Regions from separate parts of the Mus musculus genome. Here regions 1, 2, 4, 5, 6 and 7 are each linked to region 3. A link is a contact called in public HiChIP or PLAC-seq, Micro-C and promoter capture Hi-C data. All regions are on one chromosome and are shown on one strand. The core of a region is the stretch at or near the end of the contact, and the rest is flanking DNA. Distances in the headings are between cores, read along the strand shown. Region 1 overlaps Nwd1 (NACHT and WD repeat domain containing 1). Region 2 has its middle 550 kb from the start of Isx. Region 3 holds the start of Large1 (LARGE xylosyl- and glucuronyltransferase 1). Region 4 overlaps Large1 (LARGE xylosyl- and glucuronyltransferase 1). Region 5 holds the start of Sin3b (transcriptional regulator, SIN3B (yeast)). Region 6 holds the start of Smim7 (small integral membrane protein 7). Region 7 has its middle 570 kb from the start of Large1.

Region 1 (3,775 bases), core at 284-2,783, 680 kb after region 3:
CCACCCGGGGTCGCATGGAAAGCTTGTGGCCGTCCTCTGCGTCCACCCGCCCAGAGCACCAGAACTCTGGTGGAACACGGGTTTTCTCCCACTCCCTTTATTCCCCCATGACCGCTGCGCTGCAAGACCACACACACACCCATCAAACACACACACCAGGCATACACATCAAACACATCACACACATACACCAGACACACCCATCATATAACATACACTAAACATATCACACACACATAGACAAACACATATCAGATATATACAAACACATACACAAGACATACCCATCAGACACACATACCATACACACACCATATACATACCAGGCACACACTACACACATACACTACACACAAACAATACATACACCAGACACACTACATACATACATACATACATACATACATACACACACATGCATATATACACACCACACACACATACACACACATCAGACAAATATGGGGGACAAAGATATCCACAGGACACACCTAGCTGACATACTGACACCTATTTGAAATACACATAGAACACACCCAGAGGTTTACCAAACTCTAAGATTACCAATTTATCTTTGAATTGTTTGACAGTTTAATTCTTTACATTACATTTTGTTTTTGTTTTTGTTCTTAGTTTGTGTGCCTGTGTGGCAGTCAATGGAGGACCTGTGGGAATCACTTCTCTATTCCCAGCACTTAGGTCCCAGGACTGAACTCAGGTCCTCAGGCTTGCCACAAGAACCTTTATGTAATGAGCCATGTACTTTTTGAGATCAAGCCTCTCGTTGAGCCTGTCTCACATATTCAGCTAGACTGGGATCTGCCTGACTGTACCCCTGGGTTTGCAGGTGCATGCTGGTGAACTGAGCTCTTAAGTGGGGCTAGGGATTTGAACTCAGGTCCTCATGCTTGTACAAAGAACACTTTTATTAACTGAGCCATGGCACAGGACCTACCTTTTCCCCATTCGTTTAATTTTCCTTTTCCTCCCTCCCTCCCTCCACCCCTCCATCCCTCTCTCCTTACTTTCTCTTTTGTCAGTGTGTCTTATGTATCTGAGGCAGACCTTGAACACCTGATCTTCCTCCATGCATCTTGTCACCTGTTGAGTCAGGTGAGAGGCTAGGATGTCTCTGGGAACTGCCAATGTTGGGGTTCTAGCCTGGGACTCCAGCACCAATCTCCACTCCCCACTCCAAATTTACTTTTAAATAAAATCTTGGGGCAGACAAAATGGCTTCACAGACAAAGGTGATTGCCATTCACCAGGGCCACAAGATAAGAGAGAAATGAAACCTCTGATCTCCACATGTGTACTGGGGTACACACATACTCCCACAGAATAAAAAATAAATGCACTTAAGTAGATAAGAAATAGCACATGAAACAAGATACCATCCGGAACACGAACTGACAAACAGGAGAGCTCCTCAAGCCCAGAAGGGGTAGTTGTCATAAAGCTGCACATGATGGCTCACACCTGTGCTTCGACCACTCCAGTGCACTCTGCTTTACCTACCGGCCTAAAGCCTGAAAGCAGTCCTGAGGCAAAGAATTTCACAGAAACAGCCTCCTGGAACCTTGGCATTCCCATAGCCTGTTTATTCAAAGCCTGTCCCCACGTTAGTCTGGTGTTTGGATCCATGTGCTCTCTTTCAGAATTGTTTTCTTATAAGTGCCTTTAAGGTTTGATTTTGACATAGCTAAGCCTCCACCAGTGTTCCAATGGTTCCTAGAAAATCCTTGAAGCCGACCCTGAGCTTGGAATTCACTAAGAATGTTACCTATTCAGTAACACTTAAATTCACTTCTAGTAGAGACTGTGATACTAATTAGGCATTACAAAGTACAGAACTAGGAAAGCTCAGGGCTAGTCTGCATAGTAATTACTTAGGACAATAGCTGAGTCACACCCAAACACAGGAATACACAATGGCCTAGCAAATAGGTGGATTGTCACATGAAAGAGTTAGTGGAAGGGAATTCCCCTGGTACAGGTTTCTTCACTAGGTCCAGAGGAATAGCGTAATCAGGTATTTACTAAAGAACCCCTGGTGGTGAGTTTAACAATAGACTAGCATTGCATCAGAGCATTCACCTGGCTCCATTTTAAGTGGTAAATGTGGCCTGGTCCCCGCCAACTTTTTATGTATGCATTCTTATTTGTTTTGTGTCAATGTAACTTGGTGGATGTGTTCACCTGGCTTTTTTTGTTTTTCTTCTGTATAAAAAAGTCTGGTGTTCGTTTGGACAATGCATTCAGATTCAACACACTCCCTTGTGTCGTGTCTGTTTGTCACCCCATTCTCACCAACTCCTTGCCCACCTGCAACCAGAAATTCGTTCCCCACAGATAGGAGACCCAATAGAGGTTAGACTGCGGCACACCTGTTACCACAAGACTGAGGCAGGAGTATTGTGGCTTTGAGGCCAGTTTGAGTTACACACTGAGACTCTGTCTTGAAGGAAGGAAGGAGAATCTTCATAGAACATTTGCCTTTCTCCTTTGTGTGTACACATGTGTGTGCATATGTGTGTGGTTTGTTCAAGTAGGGTCTCACACCATAGCTCAGGCTATGTAATCCAGGCTAGCATTGAACTTGCAGTAGTTTTCCAGCCTCAGATTCCTGAGTTCTGGAAAAGCAGGTGCATCACCCCATCTACCTACAGTAATTATTCTGTATGTGTTGTATTCATATGTGCACTCTCATATGCATGCTCCATGTATGCATGTATGCATGTTTGTGTGTGTGCATGCTTGTATGTGCCTTGTGTGTGTGCATGTTCAAGTGTGCATTCACATGCCTGTATGTGTACATCCTCATGTGTTCATATTCATATACTCATGTATGTGCATGCTCACATGTATGTGCTGTCAGTGGTCACCATAAGGTATTTTTTTTTCATCCACTCTCCACTTTGGTAAGAGGGCCTCACTGACCTTGGATCTCACAAGTTCAGCTGTACTAACTGGCCAGCAGATCCTCTGATCCTCCTGCCTCTACCCCACACAGAGCATGGGAGACGTACAGCACCACAATGGCTTCTTACATGCACACTGGGGATCTAAGGGCAAGTCAGCCCACTTTCATAGCAAGCACATTGTTAACTGAGTCATCTTCCTGCAATTCTCCTTCTTTTCTGGATTTCATCCATTAAAAATCCTTTGGGAGGTAGGCAGGTGGATATTTGTGAGTTCAAGGCCAACCTGGCATACACAGTGAGTTCCAGGACAAACAGAGCTCCACAGGAAAACCCTGTCTTGAAAAACAAACAACAAAAACAAAATCCAAGTGACTTATTTTGTCTCCTGTTATTAAGTCTGAACACAATTCCCTTCATTCCCCTGAACTACTTCCTGCCTGGATCTGTCTAAAGAAAAATGCAGGTACAGAGGGAGGTAGGCATTGGTTTTTCAGGTTTTGTTTCAAAGTTCTTCCTGTCTACATTCCAAATCCTGCAAGTTAGTTTTGAAGAAGGCATCATGGAGTTAAACAAGAAAGTGACATAGTGGGTGGATGAAAACAGACACATATAGATGTGTGAATGGGTGGATAGATTTGTGAACGGAAGGTTGAGGGATCAATGGGCAAATGGGTAGATGGATAGACAGGTGGATGAATGGGTGGATGGTCAGATGAATGAATAATTGACAGATGGATGTGTAGGTTGGTGAAAAATCAACTTGCAGTCACTTGGGAAGAATGTGTTTCTAGAGACAAGTACACAACATAGCCTGTCAGGCCAGGACACTTACCCAGGCCCCGGAGCTCCAC
Region 2 (4,415 bases), core at 541-3,040, 970 kb before region 3:
CTCTCTGGAAATATTATCATGCGCACGCCCAGAGCTATGTGCTGCTAATTTAGGACTTCTCAAGTCACTAGAGTTGACAACCGAGATTAACTGTGACACTTCTTTAATATGTGATGGGGTATGTTTTCAAAGGAAATCAGTGGATATTTGCAAGAAAATGAAGGTTATTTCATCTGAGCCTGCCTAGTAGTATCTCTTTAGCAAACACTTTCATTTTCTGTTTTCTAAGACATAAAATAGAAGAAGAAAATTGTGTCTTCACTAGTTTTGTGAGGCAAGGGCTAAAGAGATAAGTTAGATATGTCTTGTGGTGATACCCTTTGGAAACATGTCTTAGTCATGGATTCTATTGCTGTGAAGAGACACCATGACCACAAAAACTCTTATAAAGGAAAACATTTCTTTGGGGCTAGCTTATACTTTCAGAGGTTTAATAAAGCATTGTCATGGTGAGAAGCATGGAAGACATGGTGATGGAGAAGATGGGAGTTCAACATACAGATCAGTAAGTAGCAGGAAGAGAAGCAGGAAGGCCTGACTTGAGCATCTGAGACTTCCAAGCCAGTGATTCACTTCCTTCAACAAAGCCACATCTATTCCAAGAAAACCACACCCCATAACAGTGCCACTCCTTATGAGGTTGTGGGGCTATTTTCTTTCTAATCATCATGAGTGACATGGTCAAATCAGGAAAGGGTCTATATTACTGGAACTTTTTTTTCAACAGTCATTTTATACCATGTTCTTAACAAACATCCAGGTCTTAGAAAAAGCTGAAAAAAAAATCAGCAGACAAGGTTTTTAATTTCCACATGTGTACTTCAGCATTTCCCAAGGGTAACGTCAGGAAAGTCAAATAAGTCTCCAAATTCCAGAGCCAAGCTAAATACCTTTCATGTCTGAAGAGCCTTTAGGTGCAAATTCTTATCTGGCTATGGCCAGTCAAAGGTCAAAAATGAACACATTTCAACGATGTCAATGAATCCTTCTAAAATCTAGGATATTGTACACCAATAAGCATTTTGACTGGGTAGGGGCAATAAAATTGCTTCTAAAGATAATAGAATTAGCGGTGTATTGAGAGCCTCAAGTTGACAGATCTAGGCTCAAATATGGTTTAGCCCCTTCACTTGAATTACATTAAGCTTTACCTACATTTCAGAATTTTTGGAGATTACTGAATGTACCTAACTGAGCATCGAGGTGAAGATTTCCCAAGGGTTCCTTGTTATTGTTGTTATCTTTGTCTGTTATGATCCTAATTTTCCCAGAGCCACTTATTCACTTTTGATTTGCTGTCAGAATTAAGAAATTGTCTTCAGGAACTTTGTAGAATCCCAGTACATGTTTGTGGGCTGGAATTTCTTTGCCCCTATAACCAGGTGAAACATTCTCATCAACCAGCATTCTTGAACTATATGTAGCAAGTAGAGGAGCTAGGATTTGGTCCCTGGTTTCCTAAGCAAACTTCAGTGACTTGTCCCCTGTATACATGCCAACAGGCAGTCTCCTTTGCAATGTCTTACAACAAGACCATCATGGTATACTTTGGAGATTACTTTCCACCTAGTTGCATAGAAAAGACATAAACAATTATTACTGTTTTTCTCATTGCTTCAACCAAATTCCTGATGTGAGGCAAATAAAGAAAGAGAAAAGTGTGCTATCTCCTGAGTTTTTGATCTTAGTCATGCTGACTGGTATAAGATGGCAATTCCTTCCACCAGCCTTTAGTAGGCTAAACAACTCCTGTCCAGAGTCTGCTCCTGGCATTTGCAATTCCCTGCCAGAGCTTTGAGGAGTTGGCTGCCTGCTGAGCTTGCTTTGCAACTCAATCCAGCTGGAACAAAGGGATGGGTCTGTGGGTTTTGCCTATATAAATACAGAGCTGAAAATTTAATTTTGAGCCTTGATCAGAAACCTTTGTCTTGGCTTCATCCTTCTCTCATTCACCCATCCTTTTTAATTTCCAGACTCCCTTTCTGGTATACCCAGTTCATCCATGGTTGCTGTACAGCTACAAGATGGAATCTCAAAGACGTTTGATTTGCATTTCCCTGATTTCTAAGGACTTTTAACATTTCTTTAAGTGTTTCTTAGCCATTCCTCTGTTCAGAATTCTCAGGCTAGCTCTGTGCCCCCATTAAATTGGGGTTATTTGGGTTGTTGGTGTTTAACTTAATGAGTTCTATATAAATTTTTGATGTTAGTCCTCTGTCAGATGTAGAGTTGGCAAAGATCCTTTCCCAATCTGTAAGGCTGCCAATTTGTCCTATTGACACTGTCCTTTGCCTTACAAAAGCTTTGTAGTTTCATGAGGCCCCATTTATCAATTGTTAACTTTAGAGCCTGAACCACTGGTTGTCTGTTCAGGAAATTGTCTTCTGTACTAATACATTCAATGATATTTCCTACTTTCTCTTTATGAGATTTTGTGTATCCAGTTTTATATTGAGGCCCCTGATCCACTTGGATTTGGGTATTGTGCATGGTGATAAATACAAAGCCACTTCAATGCTGGTGAGGATGTGGAGCAAGGGGAACACTCCTTAGTTGCTGCTGGGAGTATAAACTTGTACAATCAAGTTGGAAATCAATCTGGCATTTTCTCAGAAAACTGGGAATAGTCCACCTGAAAACCCAGCTATACCATTCCTGGGCATATATCAAAAAGATGTTCTCTAATCCCACAAAGACACTTGCTCAATGTTCATAGCAGCTTTATTTGTAATAGCCAGAAACGGAAACAACCCAGATGTCCCTCAACCTAAGAATTGATAAAGAAAGTTTGGTAATGAAAGGAAATAAAACTTGTGACTTGTGATTCATGTAATGTATGTCAAATAGCCCAAAGAGTTGTTTGTGAGCTTTGAAACCTGGGGCTGAGAACATAGCAGAACAGACCAGGACATGCCCGGGCAGGCCCATCGCCTCCCTATCTCCCACCCCTCTGACCTAAGTTAAATGTTAGCAGGCTGCTGATGTTTAAATGGACCAATCATGTGAAACAGCGCCAATTCCTCCACCAGCCCCACTCCTTTTCTATAAAAACCCCTAGCTTCCAAGCTTTGTGGTCGAATCCACTGTCTCCTGTGTGAGATACATGGCAGTTGAGTGGGGGTTTCCCCACTAGGTTATTTCAGTAGTATTTGGTAAGTATTCCACAACAGAATATTATTCAGCTATGAAAAACAAATACATCATGAATCTTGTAGGCAAATGAATGGATCTTGAGAATATCATCTTGAGTGAGGTAACCCAGTCCCAAAAGGACATGCACGGTATGTATTCCACTTAAAAGTGGATATTAGCCATAAAATACAGGATGCCCACGCTATTACTCCACAGACCCAGGGAGACTGGGCAGGAAGGAGGACACAGACAAGGATGCTTGAATTTCACTTGGAAATGGGGAATGGAATAGTCATAGAAAGCAGATAGAAGGAGAGAACTGATGGGAGAGGAGAACATGAAAGTAGTAGGGGAATATTTGGGGTTGAGTGTGGGGAAGAGCAGGGGGGATGGCCAGTTGGTCATGAGAATGAATGGAAATCTGCAAATGACTAGTCTGGGTTAGGGGTATCTCCAGGAAGAGACAAAGACCTGGAACAGGGAAGGTACCCAATCAATTGGGATGGCCTTAGCTGTGACTCAAGGCATTGAGGATATGGAGCCTTGGGAGGCTGCCTTCTGTGGCTAGGCAGGAAGCTTGGTGGAGTGATAAGGACATCAACCCACCTATAAAACTTATGACCTAAAACTTATCCTGTCTACCAAAAATGCAGGGATTGAGAATGGAGCAGAGACCAAGGGAATGGCTAACCAATAACCAGCACAAATTGAGACCCATCCCATGGGAAGCACTAGTCCCCGGCACTATTAATGATACTCTATTATGGTAGCAGACAGGAGTCTAGTATGACTGTCCTCTGAGAGACTGCACCAAATAACTGACTCAGACAGATACATATAAACATGTCCAAACAAAACTTCAGGATTCTTATGGAAGAGTAAGAAAAAGTATTGCAGCTACTAAGGGGATAAGAACTCCACAGGAAGACCACCAGTCAACTAACCTGGACCCATAGGTTTTTCAGAGACTGAAATACCAGCAAAGAAAATACACAGGTTGGACCTAGGCCTCCCCACACATATGTAACAAATGTGCAGCTTGGTCTTCATGTGTTCTCTGAACAACTGGATTGGGGACTATCAGAAAAGCAGTTGGCTATATGTGTGGTATGTTCTAGCTAGGCTGCCTTGGCTGGCCTCAGTAGGAAAGGACGTGCCTAGCCTCTTAGAGACATGAAGTACCAAGGTGGGAGGATATCCAGGGGGACCTCACCTGCTCAGAGAAGGGAAGGAGGAATTGGGGAAGGCTTGTGGGAGGGAAAGACTGGGAGGGGGGTCAATGA
Region 3 (3,786 bases), core at 935-3,434:
GGGGTTATAACAGTTTAACCAACTCCCCACTTAGCCCATTCCTTACATCAGTGGTGTACAACTGTAACCTTGGGTTGATTGAGAGAAGCTTTTTCACATTCAATGAGCTTGTTGACACATGCTATGCAACATCAGGAAATCTGGTAGTAACTATGGCACCTCACTGACCCCAGTGAACATTGCTTCCGCTTTACCCCGCTCATATTTTTCAAGATGTAGACAAAGTACCACTTTTGGGCCATTTTAATGGAGACATTTCTTTCCCACATTCATCATATTTGAGTTTCTGATGTTAATTCAATTATTTCCTCTTTTGCTTGTGAATTCCAAGACTCTCCTTTCCCTTATTAACATGTTAATGTATTGTAATAATGCATTTTTACACCATTGATGAACTGAAGCGAAGCGATAAATAAAAAGAAAGCACACATTACTGCTTCAATTTTACCCAGTTCCAAGGTGGGGGCTGGTGTGGGGGAGGAGGAAGAAAGTAGAAAGGACTGCCGTTCTGCAATAAAATAAAATAAAATAAAATAAAACGATCTCTTTGTTTTCTGGGAGTTCTAGAACAAAGCTGTATGTTAGAGGAAGAACTGAGCTGCCTTCGAGCTAAAAGGCTTGGCATTAAACTTTGACACTTTAATGGCTTTTAGGATATTAGATACTATTTTACCATATAATGTTCTTTTCCGACACAATAATGGCATCAAACCCAGATACGATTTGCTATCCCTGCAACGTTCGTGGTAAGACTTATTCTGGTAGAGATAAGACATCAGGACCCCAGCATCGCAGTTAACTATTCCGAAGCAACCGCTACCTTCGGTTCGCATCCTCCAAGACTTAGGCTCCTACTGATTAGGTAAACAGCGCTGGGAACTGAGGGAGAGCCCCTGCTGGTGGTAAAAGGGGTCCTGGCTTCTAGAGAACGCAGGGAAGCCGAGAGTGTCGAGCAGGTCAAAGGACGGTCCAAGGGTGTAGGTATCAAGGCCAGAGCTGGGGATGAGGGATGGGATCAGAGAGGAGCTGGATCTTCGAATGCGAGATTAGAGTGATGCTCCACCTCGGGTAAGATAGTCAGCTCAGAGTCCCGAGATAGGAAGCCCTTTCTAAGGCATCCCACCTCTCTCCATCCTCCCCAGCCATTAAAAGACAGTGGGTGGGCTGCCGGAGGAGATAAGCGCAGGGGAAGACAGAGATTCAGTGGCTCCTACGGATTGGGGGAGGTGGGGACTCTGGGGGAAGGGGCCCCCAGAAGCCAAGGGACCTAGTTGAGGAAAAAACCCGGAAGCTGGATCGCAGTTTCGGAGCTCCGTCTTCCAGTGGGAGTAGACCGTCCGCTCTGGTCCTCTTTCTCACCCAGGCTCTGCTTCAGCCTCAAGGGAGGGTATTCTCCCAAGGGACATCCCATCCCCTTTACTATAACCAAATCTTTCCGCTCCTTCCGCAGTCCGGGCGGACTCTCCGCATCCTCACCTTCCTCATCAACATCCGGAGGCTTAGATGTCCCTTTAGTGGACGTTGAAAGCGGGGCTCTGAGCAAGAGTAAAATTAGAAAGGAGGTGCATCTATGCGTGTATATATGGACACAAAAATGTAGTTTCCTCTGGTGAGGGGGACCAGAGTCTTGCACAGGATTCTTGGATCCAGAATCCAAGCAAGATGATGTCAAACCGCTCAAATCGGGCCTCTTCACAGCTCTGGCTGCCCCATGACCGGTCAACCTAGGGGAGAGCCGCGTTCCCAACCGAAGGAAAAGCAGGGTAAACTTCCTACTTCCCCCCAAACCGTTATTTTGTAAAAGGAGTGGCACGGTGACCCACCCTGCTCGCAAACCGGAAGCAACAATTGCGAACTCAACCCGCCTCTCTTCACTCTCTTTCATCCAAATCTGGGGTAGCCGGAGTCCGGGAAAGAAGGGCGGGGAGCTCCAGCTAGCACCCTTTTCCCGAGACCCGGCCCGGGCTCCGGGCTCCGGGTGTTTCATCCGCCTGCGTTCCAATGAACCAAGGAGCGGAGGGAGGCGCTTGGTCGTAGGCGTAGCCTAGGCAGGGCGGGCACTAGAGACGCACATTCCTGGCGCTACCCATTGGCTGTCCATGCGATCACGGGGAGGAGGCGTGGCCCCGAGGCGGGCTCCGGTCCCGCCCCCGCTCGGAACCCAGCCCAGGATCGCGGTCCTTCCCCCTCGCCCCCCAGCTGCACAGACATGACACAGACACACAGTCACTGCAGCTGCCGAACGAGCCCGACGCTCTAAGCACGCGGCGGCGGCTGGACTAGCCTGGAGCTCCAACACCAGCGCCCGCCAGCGCGCTCCCACGCCGGTCCCCGCACAGCGATTCTCTCCCGGCCCCGCGCGGGAAGCGGGGATCGCGCGCCTGTCCGTTCGCGGCTCCAGGCTGCCCACAGCGTCTGCAGCGGACGAGCGGCTCCAAACCTGAGCGCTCCGGGAAGCCGGCGCGTCTCCAAGGTGGCGGCGGGGGCTGCCCGCCCGGGCTCCCCGCACCCATCGGGCTGCGTCCCGCTCGCGGCGCCCCGGCGGCCGTGACCTTCCAAGGAGCATCTATCCCGGCCCCGCGCCCCCGGTCCCGCGCCCCAGGCCCGGGCGAGGCCCTCTTCAGCGCCCGCTTCTCGCGGAGCCGCGGGCGGGCGGCGCAGGCCCGGGGGGTGGGGGGGAGGGTCACCGCAAGCAGCTACGGTCGGTCCCAGTGCTCGTTCGCCACGCTGGTCTCTCGGTCCGGCTGAGCTGCCTCCAGCCTCCTGCCTCCTGCCTCGCCTCTTCTCCGTGGCTGGGGCTGCCGGTGTACTTGCCTGGCCGGGCCGGTTGCGGGCAGGCCCTGCCCTGAAGGGGTTAAGCGGTCAGGGGCGCGGAAGGTGAAGCCGGCAGAGCTGCGGCTCCCCGTTTCTTCCTGGCGCTGGTTTCCCGGATCCAACCCAGGGCGGCCCCCAGGCCCTTGCCCATGCGAGGCGCCCAGGGCTTGGAAGAGTCCTTCTGGCGTAGAGCAGCTCTCGGCAGCCGCCTCGGAGGAGGAGAAAGAAGGGAGAGTGCTCAGTCCCGGCAAGGCGGACCTTTCCTATTGATATTTGGAGCCCAAGGCTGTCCCGAAGTCTGTGCTTGGCACCGTCGGTCGGTCGGGTTAGAACAGCTCCAGCTGGGATCTCCACCAGGACCCACTGCACTTAGTAGGCGTCAGTGGCACCACGCGGTTCAGCTCTTTCGGAGTGTACCTCTGCCTGGATGTAGTCAAGGCCAAGGTAAGAGCCCTGATGTGCGAGAGAACCATCGTGGGAACGCTTTAGTGAGCAATGCTGGACAACTTATCCAAACCTGTGGCTGGTACCCGGTGTGCTTAGGATGCTAGTAAAAAGGATGGGCACACCGTTTCTGACTTGGCTTTGAGTCCCGGAAAAGCAGGAGGTGGAAGACCCCAATCTCTAGTGTCCCCAGGATCTGTCTCAGGGCCTGACATGCTCTTAGGTGTACAAGATATTGATAGGCAAGAGCGAGTTGGTGTGTGTGTGTAGGGGGCAGGTTCTTAGTAACACCTGGAGGTATTGTTTTCCCGCCACCCTGGGACCCTTCCTGCTTTTCTTCGACGTTCACCTGCCTTTTATGATGGGATGCCCAGAGAACTTTCCAATAGGTTGAAAAGAGGCCGGGTTGGGTGTATGCATCCACATTTTCCAAAAGCTCTTTAGGATAAAGTGGTTGGATGGCATGGATACCCGTGAGGGGGAGTCCCAACCAACATACCTGGTCTGTCCTGTTACACTAAACTTCTT
Region 4 (3,801 bases), core at 1,214-3,713, 540 kb after region 3:
TCACGTATGGACTAAAGGCCATGCACCCACAAACTTTGCCAAGTGGCGGACTGCCACCACACCTTACCAGGTTGAGTGGGAGGCTGATTTTGAGCCATATGTTGTTGTGAGACGAGACTGCCCTGAGTATGATCGGAGATTTGTGGGCTTTGGCTGGAACAAAGTGGCTCACATCATGGAATTGGATGCACAGGTGAGAACAAAACACTGGCCTGGTACTATGTGGGGGAGGAGAGATAGGCAGATATTAGAGCTGAAAAACTACCTTGGAGACAAGATTCCAAAGAACCTTCAGAGGAACAAGATGTGTTGAGGAACTAACACATGTGAATCTGTTTTCTGGGCTTTCAACCTCAAACATTTCCTCTTCCCTTGCATAGGAACTAGGTTTCTGGCCAGGGTTAAGCAAATGAGAGCTTCCTACCCCCACCATCTGGTGAAGAAAATAAGCACAGGATTACTGCTTATGACTGGACACCAACGTGTATGATTGCCTCACTGTAAGTGGCACAAAACATGCCACTAAAATGTTGCTAATTATTCTGCCCTTCAATTAAAACAACAGAGATTTTTAGACTATGTTCCATTTGAAAGCCTTTGTTCATTTACACAATACGTAGCAAACATCTGCTTCAGAAGACGTCTACAGAATTTTAATAGGTTAAGCTAGGTACTATACAGTTTTGAAAAGGACTAGATGGTAATTACATGGAGCTTTGTGAGACCTGAAAGTCGCTCTGCTCAGCTCTGCCACTGTTGTTCGTCCATAGGTGCTCTCTAAATAATGTTCATGGCTAGGCTTCACTACTGCTTCATTTATACAGCTGAAGCAAACCAGACAGGCTGTAGTTTGTCAACTCCATTTGCTATTCATGAGACACATGTTCCCTTGAAGCTGAGCCATCCCAGGTGACTGAGAATCTACCGACTTTGTGGAACAGTATCCATGTTGAGCAAAACAAAACATGATATCCATCTATTGGTACCCATGTCCTGACTGATAAACCTGCTTAGAGACCATGAATCCTAGCCTACCATTGCTGCTACCAGCAAGAACAGTGGTATTTCTGGGCCCAACAGTGTTGTGTGGTGACCATTCAAAAAAAGTTTATTTTTTTTCCCTGTCACAAAGGCCTAGCCTCTGTTTTAGACACATTCACAGAATTTTTGCAAGTGGACCATATACTTTCCTGTATTTGCCTATAGCACTCATCAGACATCTTCATTCCAGTGACTTAAGATAGTGAGGCACTCACAGAGCCACAGCTATAGAGCCTGGTGGATGAGTAGCCCACTCTGTTTCTGTGTAAAATGCCCAGACAGGTGGGCCCTAGAGTCTTGCATGTTCTTCTGATTTTTTTTTTAATGTTACCACTAGCTGCTGTCTTCTGCCTGATGCATCTGCCTCTCCTGTCCTTAGTTTGCCTTGCTGAGTTTATTCTTGTCTGCTCTGGGCTGAGAAAGTAGATGACATGAATCCAAATTGGAGTAAGGATATATATAGATAGATTGTGCATGTGCTGGGTTCTATCTTTGTTACATGTCCTAAACTTGTGTCCACTGTTCACTTATAAGAAGTCAAGGAAAATTTTATTATTCTTAACCTTTAATATAGCTAAACATTTAGTTTTTTATTTGGGTATTTTATTTACATAATTATTTATATGTCTATTTTTAAGAAAGGATCTTATACTAAGGCTTAGACTGATGAAACTTGCTATGTTTGACCTGGAATTCATGGCAGTCTTCTCATGCTGGCTTTCTAAGTGCTGCGTTATAGACATGAGTCACCACATTGAGCTTTAACATTTGCTTTTTTTTCCTTGCCTTTTGTTTTTCTTTTGTCCCCTCTTTTTATACTTTTTGTGAAGACTGTCACATAAACAGATGAAAGTTCACTGTCCAAGAGAAGATTGCATAGTAACGTTATTAGAGTTTGACTATGTGCTATATGGAGAGCCGCTGGAGTGGACATGTGTTCTGTTTTTCTTTTTCCCATAAAGTATGAGTTTTACCCTCATAATCATACTTCAGGATAGATTTTATCACTCTCACTTTGTATATGAGAAAACCAAACTTCAGATGACTCTGATATTTTATATAAGTTCATGGACAGGACCCTGAAGCGAGTTATTCTGGAGCTATTGTGGCCTTTCCTGGTGTTATTCTCCATTCCCTTGATTCAGAATCATACATGACCCAAAGCTCTTACAAGATCTCTCATTACTCTTGTCTTCCTCCTTCTAGGAGTATGAGTTCACCGTGTTGCCCAATGCCTACATGATCCACATGCCCCATGCCCCTAGTTTCGACATCACTAAGTTCCGTTCCAACAAGCAATACCGCATCTGTCTCAAAACCCTGAAGGAAGAGTTTCAACAAGACATGTCCCGACGATATGGCTTTGCTGCCTTGAAATATCTCACAGCTGAGAACAACAGCTAGCACTACTAGGGAGAGCCACCACTAGGGAGAGACGTGCCACAAGGGAAGAACCACTTCCTGCTGGGGCCCAGCCTTTGAAGACAAAAGCCAACACTGCTTTTCTTTGGTTTGTTTCCCTTTGTCTCTTTGGCCCCACAAAGCTGCTCTCTTCTGAAGTCTTGGACAGAGACCCAGCCCACCATGGGTGCTTCCAGGATGGGACATAGAAGAGTGGAAGCAAATGAAGAGTTTAACATCATCACAAAGCCACAGACCAAGTCAGGGCTTCTGGATATTCCCATTGCTTTTTAACAGTTATGGGTCAAACCTTAGCTGTTGAGAAAGTAAGAGCAATAAAGCTTCCTACGATGGAAATGTATCCTGCCACCTAGCTGGGTACCCATATGGACAGCAACCCAAGGACCCAAACAAACATCTGGAGACTCTCATATGGACATTACACATGAGGGACCTGAAGGAGGGATGAATTGGTTGTTTATTCTCAAAGTCACTCTTGTTTTGTTTTGAGTTGTTTGAATTTGGGGGATTTTGTTCATTTTGATCTAGAAATCTAAGTTTTTTAAAAAATCTAATCCTTAAAGCTCTGAAAGAAAAATCAACTCCCTCGATCAACACCCCTCAGCAGCAGTGGCCCTGCAAGTCAAGCACCCGTGGAGGATGTTCCTGGGTGAACAGCTTCCTTCATGATGAACACTGAGACCACCTGATTCCAAGTTTCCACTCTCTAGATCCAGTACTATGACAGGGACTACAGAAATATGAGTCCAAACACTATATGCAACTCACATTTTCTATGGACCATCACCAAGCCACAAGGAAAGGGCTTCATGGAACTACTTCAGCACTCACAGAAGGTATGATTCCCTTCTTGGGCCTATAGAAGAACTTGAACAGTTCACAGAAGTCCAATTTGAACACTTGTATGACTACATTGAAGCCACTGGAAGAAATGGGTCAGGTATCTCTGTGTTCTTCCCTGCCTCACTGTTGAAAGTGAGGGAGCTGATGAACTTAGTTTCCCCTCAGGACCTGTCCAAGTGTTGGCACGAACCTCTTCATTGTGCATATGGAAGACACTGGACCCATTTTCTTTACTCTTCACTATTAATGTTGTGTTTACATTGATGAGAACAAGAGCTAATGGCATACCCTGTACTGGGCTGTTTGTATTGAGTTGACATGTGACCAGCGAAAGCTGCATTCAATAAATGAAGTACAGACTGTTTCTTCCTCTTCTCCCTCCCACCCTTGTAAGAAGCCACATGACACACTTGGTCTAGAAGGCAAAGTCAAATCTGTGCACAGCACCTCACACTTTCTGTTCTTATATCTCATCTTTCTCTTGTCTAAAATGTC
Region 5 (3,954 bases), core at 212-2,711, 630 kb after region 3:
ACAACCCAATACGCCTAACTGCTCTGTGTCTACAAAACAGTTCCTGTTCATACCACACTGGTTCCAGATTAGTAAGTGCTATTGAAAAGCATCGTAGGGACAAGAGCTAAGAGATCATAAGTAATATTTTCCTGCAGTATTAACAAAAAATGCTTCCCCAAACAATCAAAATCTGTACCCCATTTATTTTCTGTATTTGGGCATGTACCACAGATCTCAAGGGCAGGTCAACAACTTGTAGGAGTTAATTCTCATCTCTCTAGGGCTGAAACTCGGGTGGTCAGGCTTGGTGGCTGGCACTGCTACCCTCTGGGACATCTTACCCACCCCCAAATCAACATTTTAAATAAAGACTACACCCAACACTCCCTGTTCAGGCCTCGATTCCCCAATTCCTTCACCCCTTCCAGGAATCCCATCAGTTCCTCAGAACCACCTCATCTTGCGACTGTTTTAGAAGAGATTCCCAGGGCCCTCCAATCCTGTGCATGATTAACAGCTGAGGAGACACAGTGTAGTTGGTTTGGGGGTTAGAGGGCTCAGCCCCCAGCTCCTGGGTGTACAAGGCCCTGCAGATTACCTCTGGCTTTTGAACTCCTTCATGATCTCCAGGAAGCCGTTGTAGGTGGCAGGGTCACTGCCAAAGCGGATCTTCACCTGGTCGAGGTAGGTGAGAGCGTCCTCCACCTGTGGGGAACAAGAAGGCCAGAGGTGGGCCAGGGTCGCGCGATGCAGTGACTGATGGCTGGAAGGCCAGGGATAGAAGAGGGGTGGCACGGGGCAGCAGAGGGCCGCGAGGATAACTGCGGTGTTACTGGGAGGGCCGACGTCCGACTAGAAGGACCGAGAGCCTGCGGGTAGGACCAAGAGCCTGCGGGTAGTCCCGAGAGCCTGCGGGTAGTCCCGAGGGGCCTCGAGGAGTTCCGGGTTGGACCGAGGACCGGCGGGGACGACCGAAGGGTCTCGAGGAGGACGCGAAATCCCTTGGAAGACCGAGGGGCGTAAAAGGGAAACTACGGGCCAACTAGGAGGATCGAAGGTTTTCGGGGTGCACCGAAGGGTCCCGGGGATGACAGGGATCGCAGGAATGACTGAGAGATGTCGAGAAAGACCTCTGTATCTCTGAGAAGTCCGAGGAGCGGCGGAAATGAATTGTTAGGGGGAAACCGAGGGGCTGCCGCGAAGACCGAAGGATTCCGCGGAAGGGGTGTGGGGTCCCCGGGCCCGGCTGCGCAGAGAGGAGGCCAAGGCGGGGCCGCACGGCGGGGCGCCATCCCCGCGGGGGTCCGAGTCCCCAGGAAGAGGCTAAGGACATCACTCACGTGCACCGGCAGCTTCTCGTGCCCTCCGGAGCCCGAACGACCCCAGCGGGAGCCACCGAATCCCCGGCCCGCGGAGCCTCCGCTGCCTGCATGCGCCATGTTGGAAGTCAGAGCCGCTTCTGCCCCGCCTCCGCCTGAGCCCTGGTCGCGCTTGCGCGGGCCCCGCCTCCTAGGGGGTGGAGACTCGTGGCGTCAAATAGGGGAGTGTCCACATAAGGGCCTTGCTGGACGGGGCGGGAGGTCTTTCTCAACTTATGTGCCCTGGGGGTCTGTGGCCACCTGGAAGGCCTAAAGTGTTTTTTGATTTGTTTTGTTGGAGGGAAAGAAAGTAAAGCAAAGTTGAAGAATATTTCAAAACGCATTAATTCTATAAACTTCACATTTCAGTGTGCAGGCTCGCTTGTGATCTCAGTACCGGGGAGTCTGAGAGGAGACCACTGAGAGGTCTAACCTAAACTGGGGTACATAGTTAAGACTGCATCTCTAGGGGCTGGAGAGATGGCTCAACGCTCAACGGTAAGAGCACCGACTGCTCTTCCGAAGGTCCTTAGTTCAAATCCCAGCAAATACATGGTGGCTCACAACCACTCGTAATGAGATCTGACGCCTTCTTCTGGTGCATCTGAAGACAGCTACAGTTTACTTATTTATAATCATAAGTAAGTCTTTGGGCAGGAGCGAGCAGGGTTGGCAGGAGCGAGCAGAGGTCCTAAAATTCAATTCCCAGCAGTCACATGAAGGCTCACAACCTTCACTGTAGTGTACTCAAATACATTAAATAAATAAAACTTAAAAAAAAAAAAAGAAAAAAGACTGCATCTTTAAAAAAAAAAATGACAGTTAGGTGTTGACCTTGTCTCAAAAAGAGAGAGAGGGAAAACAAGCTTAGATGTCTGTGTTGACCCAAGACCTCAATAGTGATATTTGCAAGGCTCTGGTGCTTTCTGGAACAAGTTTCTGAATGTCTATTCTGTGAGGTTGATACAGCAATGGGCTGTAGGTGAGCAGCATCCATTCAAGAGCCATGTGGACTGAATTCTTGCACTGGGTGTGTATGTGTGTGTGTGCACGTGTGTGTACATATGTGTAGGTAAACTCACTCCTGTGTGTGTGTGTGTGTGTGTGTGTGTGTGTGTGTGTGTACAGAGACCAGAGATGGGCACAATCTTTTATCACCCAGCCCTTGTGTTTTGGGGGCAGCATCTCTTACTGAACCTGTAGCTCATTGTCTTCACTTGATACAGTGGCCATGGGTCCACCTGTCTCCACAGTAGTGCTGGGGTCACAGCCCCTAGTCTGGATCCTCCTGCTTGCTTAGAGCAAGCTCTTTACCCATTAACTCCTCTCAGAGTGACATTCCTTGATTCCGTTCACAAATGTGTGCAAACCTGGATCATGGGACCTCTGCTTCCAGGCTGACCTATCCTCCGTTCCAAACACCTACATAGTGGCTCACAACTGCTTGTAACTCCAATTTCAGGAGATCTGGCACCTTCACTGACCTCTGTAGACACTAGGCACATGTGGTACACATGTGATACATGCCAATTGAATATCCATATATTCATAAAACAACTTTTAAATTTAAACAAGGTGGAAATCAGAAGAGGAAACTACTTGATGTGGACCTCTGGCCCCCACATGCTTCCATACACACATGCATCCCTATGTGCACATGATAACATAAGGACCTAATCAGCTCTCACCCCTTAGCTTCCTCCCTGCTGCCAGTGCCCTCCACGCTGTGAGGATGTGCTCCCAGCACATGCCAGCCAAATCCAAACTCCAGCAATCACCGGGCATGTCAAAAGTAATGGGGCTTTATACACATACTTATGACCCCAGAAGAGGTGGTTTTCTGGCAGGCATGGTGGCCAGCAATGAAGCAGTAGTGACAGAATCCTAGAGCAAGGTGGCAAGCCAAGATGACTACATTGGCCAGGTTAAGCGACTGCAATGTTAGTTTTGAGTCATTTGGAAAGAGGGAACCTCAACCAAGAAAATGCCTCCATCTAGCTGGCCTGTGGGCAAGTCTGTGGGGGATTTTTCTTAATTGATGGTTGATGTGGAAAGCTCCAGCCCACTGTGGGTTCTGACTATCCTGGGCTGCTGGTCCTGCTGAGTTTAAGAAATCAGGCTGAGCAAGCCAAGGGGAGCAAGCCACTAAGCAGCACCCTCCATAGCTGGAGCAAAACACACACACCCATGCTGCCTCCTGTCATAGTGTTTCATCGAAGCAATGGAAACCCAAGGACATCAGGAGACCCTGAGGTATGTAAGGTAAAAAGTGGTCAAGGTAGACACCTAAGGCTAACCTGTGGCCATCAAGTGAATATACACATGTATGTATATGGTCCCATGTACATGAGACTAAACATACAGACAAGAGAGACAGAGAGACAGACAGAGACAGACAGAGACAGAGAAGCTGGCTATGGTGATGCCCACCTGCATCCCAGTACTCTGGAAGTGAGACTGGAGGATCATTAGTTTGAGGCCTGCCTGGGCTACAGAGACACCATCTCCAAGCTATAGCCCCAACAAAAAGGAAGGAGAGTATACCAGGTAGGCCTGGCCTCAGAATACTGACAAAAGGGTTAGTCTTCTGGTCAGTGACAGAGCACCAGGCCTA
Region 6 (3,928 bases), core at 100-2,599, 780 kb after region 3:
GTCCCCAGGGTTCGCTCCTCCACCTGCGCGAGCGTGGGAGCACTCCACGATCTCAGCCTCTGCCTCCTCCCCCATCCAGCTCCAGGATCTAGCCTGTCTCCTCCTTTCGTCTCCATCATCAAGCTAGGGGCAACCTCCCTCCTGGTAACTCCTACAATCCTCGACTCACCTGGCTCATACTTCAGGTAGATGATGGAGACGATGAAGTAGCTGAGGTCGAAAACAGGGAAGAGCGGCACCCGCGAGAAGCTGAGCGCTAGCTCGCCCAGGCTCAGCGCTGACATCAGGTCCATGGCGATGGAGGGCGCCTCCCCGGCCCCGTGCGTCCCGCGCCCCGCTGCCCGACGAATGCTCCCTCGCCACTGAGCCCGCCCCACTGCCAGGCACCGCCCCCCGCCTGCCCCCACCCCTCGGGAGAGGAGGGGTGGTGGGGGACTCCTAGCAGCCGGGAGCCCAAAATGCGGGGCCGTAGGGACGTCAGAACTCGTTCAACAGAGCCAAAAAGGCGATCTGTCCCCTGCATCCAGCACACACAAGAGGGAATCTTGTCCTTAAACATCTGCGTAGTTAGAATCCTGTCCCTTTTCCATGGGACTAACCAATTCAGGACCCCTATTTCCCTCAAAACCCGCGCCCTCGGAAGATCTCAGCCAAGAATATCATGTTTCATTCCTGAGGATCCAAAGTCAGAACCCCGCCTCCCACAAGGGGACCTCAACCAAACCCTCACGTTCTGTTTGGTTTTGTCTCTCTAAAAGGCTCCACAAGTCAGAACCCTCCTCTTTGTGGACCCCAGCCCAGACTGGATCCACTAAGTTAGGACCCTCCCGCTTCAGGAGGCCCCACAAGTTAAGATCCATCCTCTGTAGACCTTAATCCAGGCCTTATGTTCTGTAAGTCTGTCCGGTCAGGACTCTCATTCTCCGTGGGGTTACTCGAGTCAGACCTGGGAGGTCCGTGGGAGGTACAACTCAGGCAGGAGGTCATCCTGACTCTATGCACTCTGAGCCGGGATCGCAGTTCTCCGTGGGGACCCAAGTGGAGTCCTTTTGGAGTTCAGGCATCTGCCGCGCCCATATCCATATCCAAGCCGTTCACGGGCGGCTCAAGGGTCAAGGGCGCAATTTCTGTAGCCCGGAATCCATAGCCCAACCAACCCCCGAGCGGCATCAACAGCAGGGACCAGCTGTGGCACGTAACACTGAGCATGCGCGCGCGCACCCCAAGCTCCGCCCTGTAGGTGACATCATGCTACATCCTCAGTCGAACCCAACCAATGCTGATTCAGAATTGGTCAGTTCTCGTTCCACTTTCCGCCCCTCATCACGGCTTCCGTTTCCGGTTTGACGGACGCCTTGGGTGTAAGGATGATCGGAGACATACTGCTGTTCGGGTAATATGAATGAGGGGTGTTAGAGGTCGGAGAGTGGCAGTCAGAGGGGTGGGGGTGACCCTTACTGACCGTTACTGTCCCTCCGCAGGACGCTACTGATGAACGCCGGGGCTGTGCTCAACTTTAAACTGTGAGTAGGCCGCGACAGGCGGTGTCCCAGACAGCCAGGCCCTCCCACAGCCAGTCCCCGCCCACACCCTTGGTCACCGCCAGTCCCGCCCTGTGCATGCTCCACGCCCCACTAATCCTACCTCTAGCCACGCCTCCGCGCTGCTTCACCAGGCTCTGACAGTTCTGTATCACTCCAGGATCTTTAAATCTGTACTCTCTAGACCAGGGAACGGCTCAGCGGGCAGAGGCGCTTGCTGCCAAGCCTGACTACTTGAGTCCGATTCCCGGATCCCCCATGGTAGAAATCCTGTTGATTGTCCTTTTGATCTCCACACAACTGCTGCGGGATGGCACACTCATTCTTTTTTTTTTTTTTTTTTTTTTTTTTGGTTTTTCGAGACAGGGTTTCTCTGTGTAGCCCTGGCTATCCTGGAACTCACTCTGTAGACCAGGTTGGCCTCGAACTCAGAAATCCGCCTGCCTCTGCCTCCCAAGTGCTGGGATTAAAGGCGTGCGCCACCACGCCCGGCCCGGCACACTCATTCTTACTTGCAGATTAATATTAAACAAACAAAAAAAAATCTGCACCCTGGGATTGCTTGCATCTCCAAAGAGCCTCATGCTCAGGCTTATCCCTCAAGAATGCCTTTCTGGCTCTTGGACCCACTCTATCCTGTCTGTGGCTGCACACCCAGCTGTGATGGACTAGGCTGGTTGAGAGTGTCTCACAGAGGGTTGTATCACTGCCCCAGGTCACACTGCAAGTCGGGGGCAGAGCTGAAGTTCATGCCCTTCCTAGCTGAGTGTCAGGGTCAGGAAATCCGATGGTGTTTATGTTTCACGGAAAGCTGGAGTTATCTGCTGTTCTTTATAGGAAAAAGAAGGACACACAAGGCTTTGGGGAAGAATCGAAGGAACCCAGCACAGGTAAGCATGTCTTTCTACCTTCAACACTTTAAGTCGATTCCAGGGTGCCTGTTCTCTCTCACCAACCTGCGCTTTCCTCTCTTTTTCCTTTTTATTGTTGAGATGTGGTATTAGAGGGCCATGACTAGCCTTGAATGCCTGCTCCCTCTGCCTCTGCCTCTGCCTCCTAGGTGTTTGAATGACAAGAGTACTCCACCATGCTCTGTTCATCAGCTTTATTGAGTGCGTACCATATTGCCAGCCACTTAGCTGACTGCTCTGTCGGGGTGTGGGTAAAGAAAGTGATCCTGCCCTGTGGGACTCAGCCCAGGGCGATTCAGAGGGTGTTCTGGAGGGATAGTGAAAGTGGGTGTCAGGAAGGTGCTGCTGCCGCTGCCGCTGCTGCTGCTGCTGCCGCTGCTGCCGCTGCCGCTGCTGCCGCCGCCAGCGTGGGTTGATGTGACATGGCAGAGGTCCTTTCCATGACAAGTGTGGATATGATTAGAGTTTTGAGCCAGCCTCAGCCCCAGAGTGAGACCTGGTCTCAAAATCCAATTTACAGAAGCTGCTAAAAGGCCCATCAGGCAAAGGCAGTTGCCACCAAGACTGACTGGGTTCAATTCCCCAGGTTTTACATCGTAGGAGAGAATTGATAGTTTGTCCTCTGACTTAAACATATTCTGCTCTATTTTAAAACAAAAAACCAACAACATTTATTAAAAAAAAAAACAAAAAACAAAAAGCTAAGGAGGTAAACCAGAGCGATGGCAGGTGATGTGTTCTGGTGCGCATGCAGTGCTCTAAGTTCGGCCACAAAGTGTGGAGATGGCAAATTCTCAGTCTAGCCAACCTGGGCCTGGTAACTAGGACCCACGGCTCAGGAAGAACTCTAATTGGACAGACTTGAGCCACGTGCCCATTCTTGCACCATTCAGAGGCATTGGGAATTGGTGCTCCACAAGGATGCATCAGGGGCTGCCACAGATGTTTGGTAGTAGGTTGGGTTACAGCCTCATGAACCATACTTTCTGGCTTTGCAGGAGACAACATCCGAGAGTTTTTACTAAGCCTGAGGTATTTCCGGATCTTCATCGCACTGTGGAATGTGTTCATGATGCTCTGCATGATCGTGTAAGTTTACCTTGCTTGGTGCTCACATTCATTACCTGCTCCTGCCCTTTTCACAGTTTGTCTGTTTATAATGTGGGTCCTGGGGAATCAAACTCAGGTTATCAGGCTTGGCATGGGGCACCTACTGAGCCATCCTATCAGCCCCTAGTTGAAGCTCAAGGGCTATCCCTTCTTCCAAAATAAGAACTCTGGTTACATTGGAGGGTGGTCTCTAAGTCCAATCTGGCCATGTGTCTCCCACCCCTGATGTTGTGTTAACCTGTACTGGATGGCTTCAAAGTCCAACAGACTGCATGTTCCTGCCTTCAAAGCCTTAGTAGAAGCCAGCAGGTAGGATTTACTACTGGCTTCTGTTTTTTACAGCCATTCTCTTTGATTGTTTTGGTG
Region 7 (4,113 bases), core at 785-3,284, 570 kb before region 3:
AACACGAATAACCTGAGTTCAGTTCTTGGAACCCACATGATGGAAGGAGAGAACTAAATCCTGAAAGTTACCTTCCTATCTTGATATCTGTACCATGGTTCACACATTGCACTCACATGTACACACACACACACACACACACACACCTGCACACACACACATACCTGCACACACACAGAAGATAAATATAATTTAAAAACTCCAGTACCAACTGGCACTTATAACCAACCATTATTATAAAGCACTTTGCAATTGGAGTTGGGGAAAACAGAGGAAAGGCAAGATAGAGTGATATACACAACACTAGGGTTTAAAACTTTATCCAAGAGACACACATCTTGTTTTTTGTAGTGTCCAAATCCTTCTTCCATGCACCCCCAACACACATACACAGGAAGATTTTCTATTTATTCTGTGACTATCAAGGGGCTTGCCACTGTGCTGAGGAATTTTCCTATTCTCTCTCATTTGATTTCCATACTTGTCACATATTGGGAATGAAAAGCAGGCCAGCAGTTTTAAATAAACAACAGCCAGTAAATTGCTTCCATGCAGGGGAAAGAAGCCCTGGTTCTATCTGCCTGCAGTCTAGGTGCCTTCAGATGAAGGTATGAAACCAGTTTCTAAAATGCTTATTCACAGTCTTTGCAGAGAGCTGTATCCATCTTGAAGACTCTGCACCCCATCACTGCTTTTGAACTAAGGATGTACTGAACAACTTGGGAGCCAATAGTTGGGGGTGGGGGGCAAGCTATTCTGTCCCAAGTAGGGTATGGTTTAAGATAGAATTTTTAAGTTGACAATGAAAGTAATTTCTCTGCATCAATGGAAGTTAAACATTGAATATTCAAACACTGGAGAGTAAAGAAATATTTAAAAGAAACAGAAATAAAAAACAATTAAAGGTATTACCATAACTCACCCTGAGCAAAAGAGAGGTATAGTTCAAGAAGCAGAAATCTAGCTAAACTGAAGAGAGGAACATGTAAATTCCCATATAAGGAACATAGCCAGGAAGCCTCCCTTCAGTATAGATGCCTCTACTGAAAGAGTATAGCATCTATCTGAACAGTAAAAGTCAAGTTTGTGAGGGTATCAGCAGGTTCCATGTCTGTTCTAAGAGACTGTTTTCATGATAGAAGATAAAGGAATCTGGCACTTGGTGTTTTTTTATGGACATGTGGTATTCCATAGTTTCTACTTTTTCCTATGTTAATCTTAAGGGTCTCTTTCTCCCAGCCACAATCATGATGAAAACATCTTTCCATTTGGTTATTTTCTCTCTTCCTTCCTCTTACCCACACCTCTCCTTTCTCACTTTATCTTACGCAGATCTCAAAGACCACAAGATTCTTCCACTACTGTCAGAATTGCATTTTTCTGGAAAATAAAAGTAAAAATCTCTGCTTGTGGCTTCCCAGAGAAGTCCAAAACCAAAAGGAGGCTTTGTGTGGGTGGGTGTGCTCATCCACCGACTCATGCCCAGGACTCTGTACATGTGTTAGAGTGTGAATGGAGGGAAGAGGATTAACAGGAAATGAGAACAAGCATAGCTATGTTTAAACCTTCTCCCCTGTCTAATCTCTTATTGACTGAGAATCAGCATGAGGAGGAGAAGGTGTCTGGGGGGAATGAACACTAATCCCTTTTTCTGTCTTTGGTGGCTTCCCTCACCATCCCCTCCTCTGCAGGATACTTCAAGTAGGGCCTACCAGTGAGAGAACATCCAGGGTAATAAATTCAGAAGTTAAAACCCCACCTTAAGAGATGTATTAGCCTTGTTCCCACCAATACATCCTTAAAGAAAGCACAAGGAGAGTGACTCCAGAGCACTCTAGACTGCTTAAGATGGATATGGGAAATACAGACAAGGTATGGGCTTCATCTACAGGAGAAACAAGAGGGAAAAATGAAGTGAAATTAGAGTAGATTAAAGAAAAAGAACTTTTCTCTTCAAACTTAGTTCTCTGCCTACAAACTGGGTTAGGCAACTTGCTTGCTTAAAGTACACAACACCATTTGTGGAATGATGTAATGAATCACATAGTTCAAGGTAAATGTCCTGCTGACAAGAAAGAAGTCTGGCCCTTGTCTTTCTGGTCCACATTGCCAAAACCCAACTGAAAACAACAGTCTGGCAATATTTGTCAAGTGACTCCATTTTTATGCATTCTATGTGAATTTTCAACTAAGCTCCAGAATCCAAGGTCATGGACAGTATTAGTCCCAGTTAGTGTTCAGCTACTCAGTGCCAGCTGAGATGGCTCCCTCAGTAGTGCTTGCTTTGTAAGCATGAGGTCTCATCATTAGTTCCTCATCAAAGATGCAAAAGCTAGACATGGTGGCACACATCTATAACTTTGAAGATGGAGAAAATCAGTGACAAGCAGAGCTCCAGCTTGCTAGCCAACCTATTGAACCAATCAATGAGCTCCAGGTTCAGTGATCTTTACATGCATATGCATGTATACTTGCACACACACCCACACACACACACACACACACTTGAAAAAGAAGAACACATTGTAGAGCAAGTAAGACTTAACAACTATTAGGTGAAACTAGACAAAGGGCAAAGGATCGGGTTCCTTCATTTAAAGGAAAGAGCTAGACAAAGTTCCATATATCAGAGCAACATATTAGAGAAAGTGTAGTGGCTCAGAATGACAGGATCAGGCACACGTGTCAAGCCACCAAGTTCAAATATTATGTGCAGATGGGTGTGTGTATGTAAGGATGTAGTCCTAGAGGAGTTAAAAGGTAAACAGTCAGATTCTAATTGATTTTTTTGAAATTATAATCATTGAGTATATGATGAAATTTTCAGACATGTAATCAGGAAAGGAATGATCTAATTGCATTTATATTTGAAATGTTTTATTCCTTCTATGAGGAATACATGAAAGGAAGTTAAGCTAGTTAGAGGCTGAGACAATGATCCAGATGAGTGATGAAAGTGACCCGATTGTGGGAAGACTTGGGAGTTGGAGATCAGAGGAAGTTGTGAATGAGAGGATGTGATGGAAAAAAGAGATTTGAGGAAGCTGCTTGGCAGCAACTAAATGACAATTGGATACAGGAGAATAGTCAGGAAAGACTTTCTTTCTGGCGTTTATTATCCAGCATGGCAGATGATAGCACCAGGTGCTAGACGAGAAGAAGGAACATAGAGGGAGACAAATAAAGAGGAGTTGAGTCATTCAAGAGAAGTGCTGACTACAGACCAAGACCTGGGAGGCATTAGCCACTGGGGGCATAAAGACCACAGCACCAGATGAGATTCTACAGGATGATATGGAACCTGCAACCATGCTATTCTACCCTCCTCCTCCCAGGTCAAGTCCTTTGACTCAGCCTTCTATCAGAGCACGCATAAGGCTGAGACCTACAAATGCAGTAATTTGGTAAGAGGGGGATTCCTTATTATTCGGTTTGTGTATGAAGAAATCCCTCTGTGCTTGCTGTCCACTGTGGTTCCTAGAGTTGGCTATCATTATACTATGTGTCTTGTCGCTTTTACCTTGCAGCTTCCTTTAACATTTAGAAAAAAATTATTTTGAAAACACAAGCAAGTTATAATTCTGTTTAAGGAATAGAGGTAAAGGAAGTTTTGTCAGTCTTGATTCCAGCTCTTAGAAGGGAAGCTGCAGCCTTTAGAGTTTGATAATAGTGTCACAGGAAGTGCTATAGTTGGATAAGTGTCCCCTAAAAATCGATGTTTTATTAGTACTATGGTGCCTTTGAACGGTTCTAGAAACTTTAGGAGACAGGAATTTGTGGGAGGTTTTAGGTCACTGAAGATGTGTCCCTGAAGGGCATTGTTAGACCCTAGTCTACCCCACCTCTCTCTTTTCAAGGCCGATTCAAAGGCCAGAGGGAACAGGTAACTGGAATAAAGTAGAAATTCTGATGTTTTCTTTGGCATGCTAAAAATCTATGCCTGTAAATTTAATTTTTCAAAGTCTGTTTTTAATGATGGCTCTTTAATGCTTTAACCTCCCTTTTAACCCACCACCCACCAGAGGTAGTGGGAAAGAAAATATACAAGGGAAGTGGACCTGTTTAGAAAGGTTTTTTGGAACAACTCGAATCTGTGTTATCTAGAAATTGGCA

What was found. Promoter capture Hi-C pulls out the DNA fragments that hold promoters and counts their contacts. A called contact is a pair of places that touch in the nucleus more often than the background predicts. HiChIP or PLAC-seq counts read pairs in DNA pulled down with a chosen protein or histone mark.
Region 1: an H3K4me3 HiChIP or PLAC-seq map of embryonic stem cells shows a contact between it and region 3, with 4 times the contacts expected there. The contact joins the enhancer-like site here to the promoter of Large1 in region 3. A contact is called at or near these places in 3 of 39 promoter capture datasets (cranial neural crest, embryonic stem cells and stem cell-derived epiblast-like cells), 2 of 484 Hi-C or Micro-C datasets (cortical neurons and embryonic stem cells), 12 of 115 datasets of contacts at active chromatin or transcription factors (embryonic forebrain, embryonic stem cells, neural tube and 3 more) and 1 of 9 other capture datasets (embryonic stem cells).
Region 2: a promoter capture Hi-C map of stem cell-derived epiblast-like cells shows a contact between it and region 3, with 7 times the contacts expected there. The contact joins the enhancer-like site here to the promoter of Large1 in region 3. A contact is called at or near these places in 8 of 39 promoter capture datasets (the 3T3-L1 cell line, the C10 cell line, embryonic stem cells and 3 more), 7 of 115 datasets of contacts at active chromatin or transcription factors (embryonic forebrain, embryonic stem cells, forebrain and 2 more) and 1 of 9 other capture datasets (embryonic stem cells).
Region 4: a contact with region 3 is called in an H3K4me3 HiChIP or PLAC-seq map of bone marrow-derived macrophages, with 3 times the contacts expected there. The contact joins the enhancer-like site here to the promoter of Large1 in region 3. A contact is called at or near these places in 4 of 39 promoter capture datasets (the 3T3-L1 cell line, embryonic stem cells, hippocampal neurons and 1 more) and 7 of 115 datasets of contacts at active chromatin or transcription factors (bone marrow-derived macrophages, embryonic forebrain, embryonic stem cells and 2 more).
Region 5: an H3K4me3 HiChIP or PLAC-seq map of stem cell-derived neural progenitor cells shows a contact between it and region 3, with 4 times the contacts expected there. The contact joins the promoter of Sin3b here to the promoter of Large1 in region 3. A contact is called at or near these places in 6 of 39 promoter capture datasets (cranial neural crest, embryonic stem cells, hippocampal neurons and 2 more), 6 of 484 Hi-C or Micro-C datasets (embryonic stem cells, muscle stem cells, rod photoreceptor and 1 more), 8 of 115 datasets of contacts at active chromatin or transcription factors (the NIH/3T3 cell line, astrocytes, embryonic forebrain and 2 more) and 2 of 9 other capture datasets (adipose tissue and embryonic stem cells).
Region 6: a contact with region 3 is called in a Micro-C map of embryonic stem cells, with 8 times the contacts expected there. The contact joins the promoter of Smim7 here to the promoter of Large1 in region 3. A contact is called at or near these places in 3 of 484 Hi-C or Micro-C datasets (embryonic stem cells and uterus) and 2 of 115 datasets of contacts at active chromatin or transcription factors (embryonic stem cells and pancreatic cancer cells).
Region 7: a promoter capture Hi-C map of liver shows a contact between it and region 3, with 2.5 times the contacts expected there. The contact joins the enhancer-like site here to the promoter of Large1 in region 3. A contact is called at or near these places in 9 of 39 promoter capture datasets (the 3T3-L1 cell line, the C10 cell line, cranial neural crest and 4 more), 3 of 484 Hi-C or Micro-C datasets (cerebral cortex and forebrain), 13 of 115 datasets of contacts at active chromatin or transcription factors (SST interneurons, bone marrow-derived macrophages, cardiomyocytes and 6 more) and 1 of 9 other capture datasets (embryonic stem cells).

Annotation. Positions count from the first base shown.
Region 1 is chr8:72,675,244-72,679,018 of GRCm38.p6, reverse strand. Nwd1 (NACHT and WD repeat domain containing 1) reads right to left here. Exons shown (of 19, transcript NM_176940.5): 9 at 3,757-3,775. Among named protein-coding and RNA genes, the nearest start is that of Nwd1, 30 kb to the right of the region's middle. Within about 2 kb of position 1,533, at least 19 of the 459 cell types and tissues checked have an H3K27ac peak or open chromatin away from gene starts, as enhancers often do. A contact at or near this core is called in embryonic stem cells and stem cell-derived epiblast-like cells, where this site is marked.
Region 2 is chr8:74,325,101-74,329,515 of GRCm38.p6, reverse strand. No RefSeq gene overlaps it. Among named protein-coding and RNA genes, the nearest start is that of Isx, 550 kb to the left of the region's middle. Within about 2 kb of position 1,790, at least 8 of the 459 cell types and tissues checked have an H3K27ac peak or open chromatin away from gene starts, as enhancers often do. A contact at or near this core is called in stem cell-derived epiblast-like cells, where this site is marked.
Region 3 is chr8:73,351,938-73,355,723 of GRCm38.p6, reverse strand. It overlaps Large1 (LARGE xylosyl- and glucuronyltransferase 1), which reads left to right and starts at 2,184. Exons shown (of 15, transcript NM_010687.2): 1 at 2,184-3,258.
Region 4 is chr8:72,814,468-72,818,268 of GRCm38.p6, reverse strand. It overlaps Large1 (LARGE xylosyl- and glucuronyltransferase 1), which reads left to right. Exons shown (of 15, transcript NM_010687.2): 14 at 1-193; 15 at 2,248-3,671. The coding sequence ends at 2,445. Among named protein-coding and RNA genes, the nearest start is that of Gm39198, 30 kb to the right of the region's middle. Within about 2 kb of position 2,463, at least 44 of the 459 cell types and tissues checked have an H3K27ac peak or open chromatin away from gene starts, as enhancers often do. A contact at or near this core is called in bone marrow-derived macrophages, where this site is marked.
Region 5 is chr8:72,720,777-72,724,730 of GRCm38.p6, reverse strand. It overlaps Sin3b (transcriptional regulator, SIN3B (yeast)), which reads right to left and starts at 1,461. Exons shown (of 19, transcript NM_009188.4): 1 at 1,323-1,461; 2 at 581-687. The coding sequence starts at 1,421.
Region 6 is chr8:72,568,469-72,572,396 of GRCm38.p6, reverse strand. It overlaps Smim7 (small integral membrane protein 7), which reads left to right and starts at 1,349. Exons shown (of 5, transcript NM_172396.3): 1 at 1,349-1,393; 2 at 1,482-1,523; 3 at 2,379-2,431; 4 at 3,451-3,541. The coding sequence starts at 1,368. It overlaps Tmem38a (transmembrane protein 38A), which reads right to left and starts at 574. Exons shown (of 6, transcript NM_144534.2): 1 at 170-574. The coding sequence starts at 293.
Region 7 is chr8:73,918,727-73,922,839 of GRCm38.p6, reverse strand. No RefSeq gene overlaps it. Among named protein-coding and RNA genes, the nearest start is that of Large1, 570 kb to the right of the region's middle. Within about 2 kb of position 2,034, at least 4 of the 459 cell types and tissues checked have an H3K27ac peak or open chromatin away from gene starts, as enhancers often do. A contact at or near this core is called in liver, where this site is marked.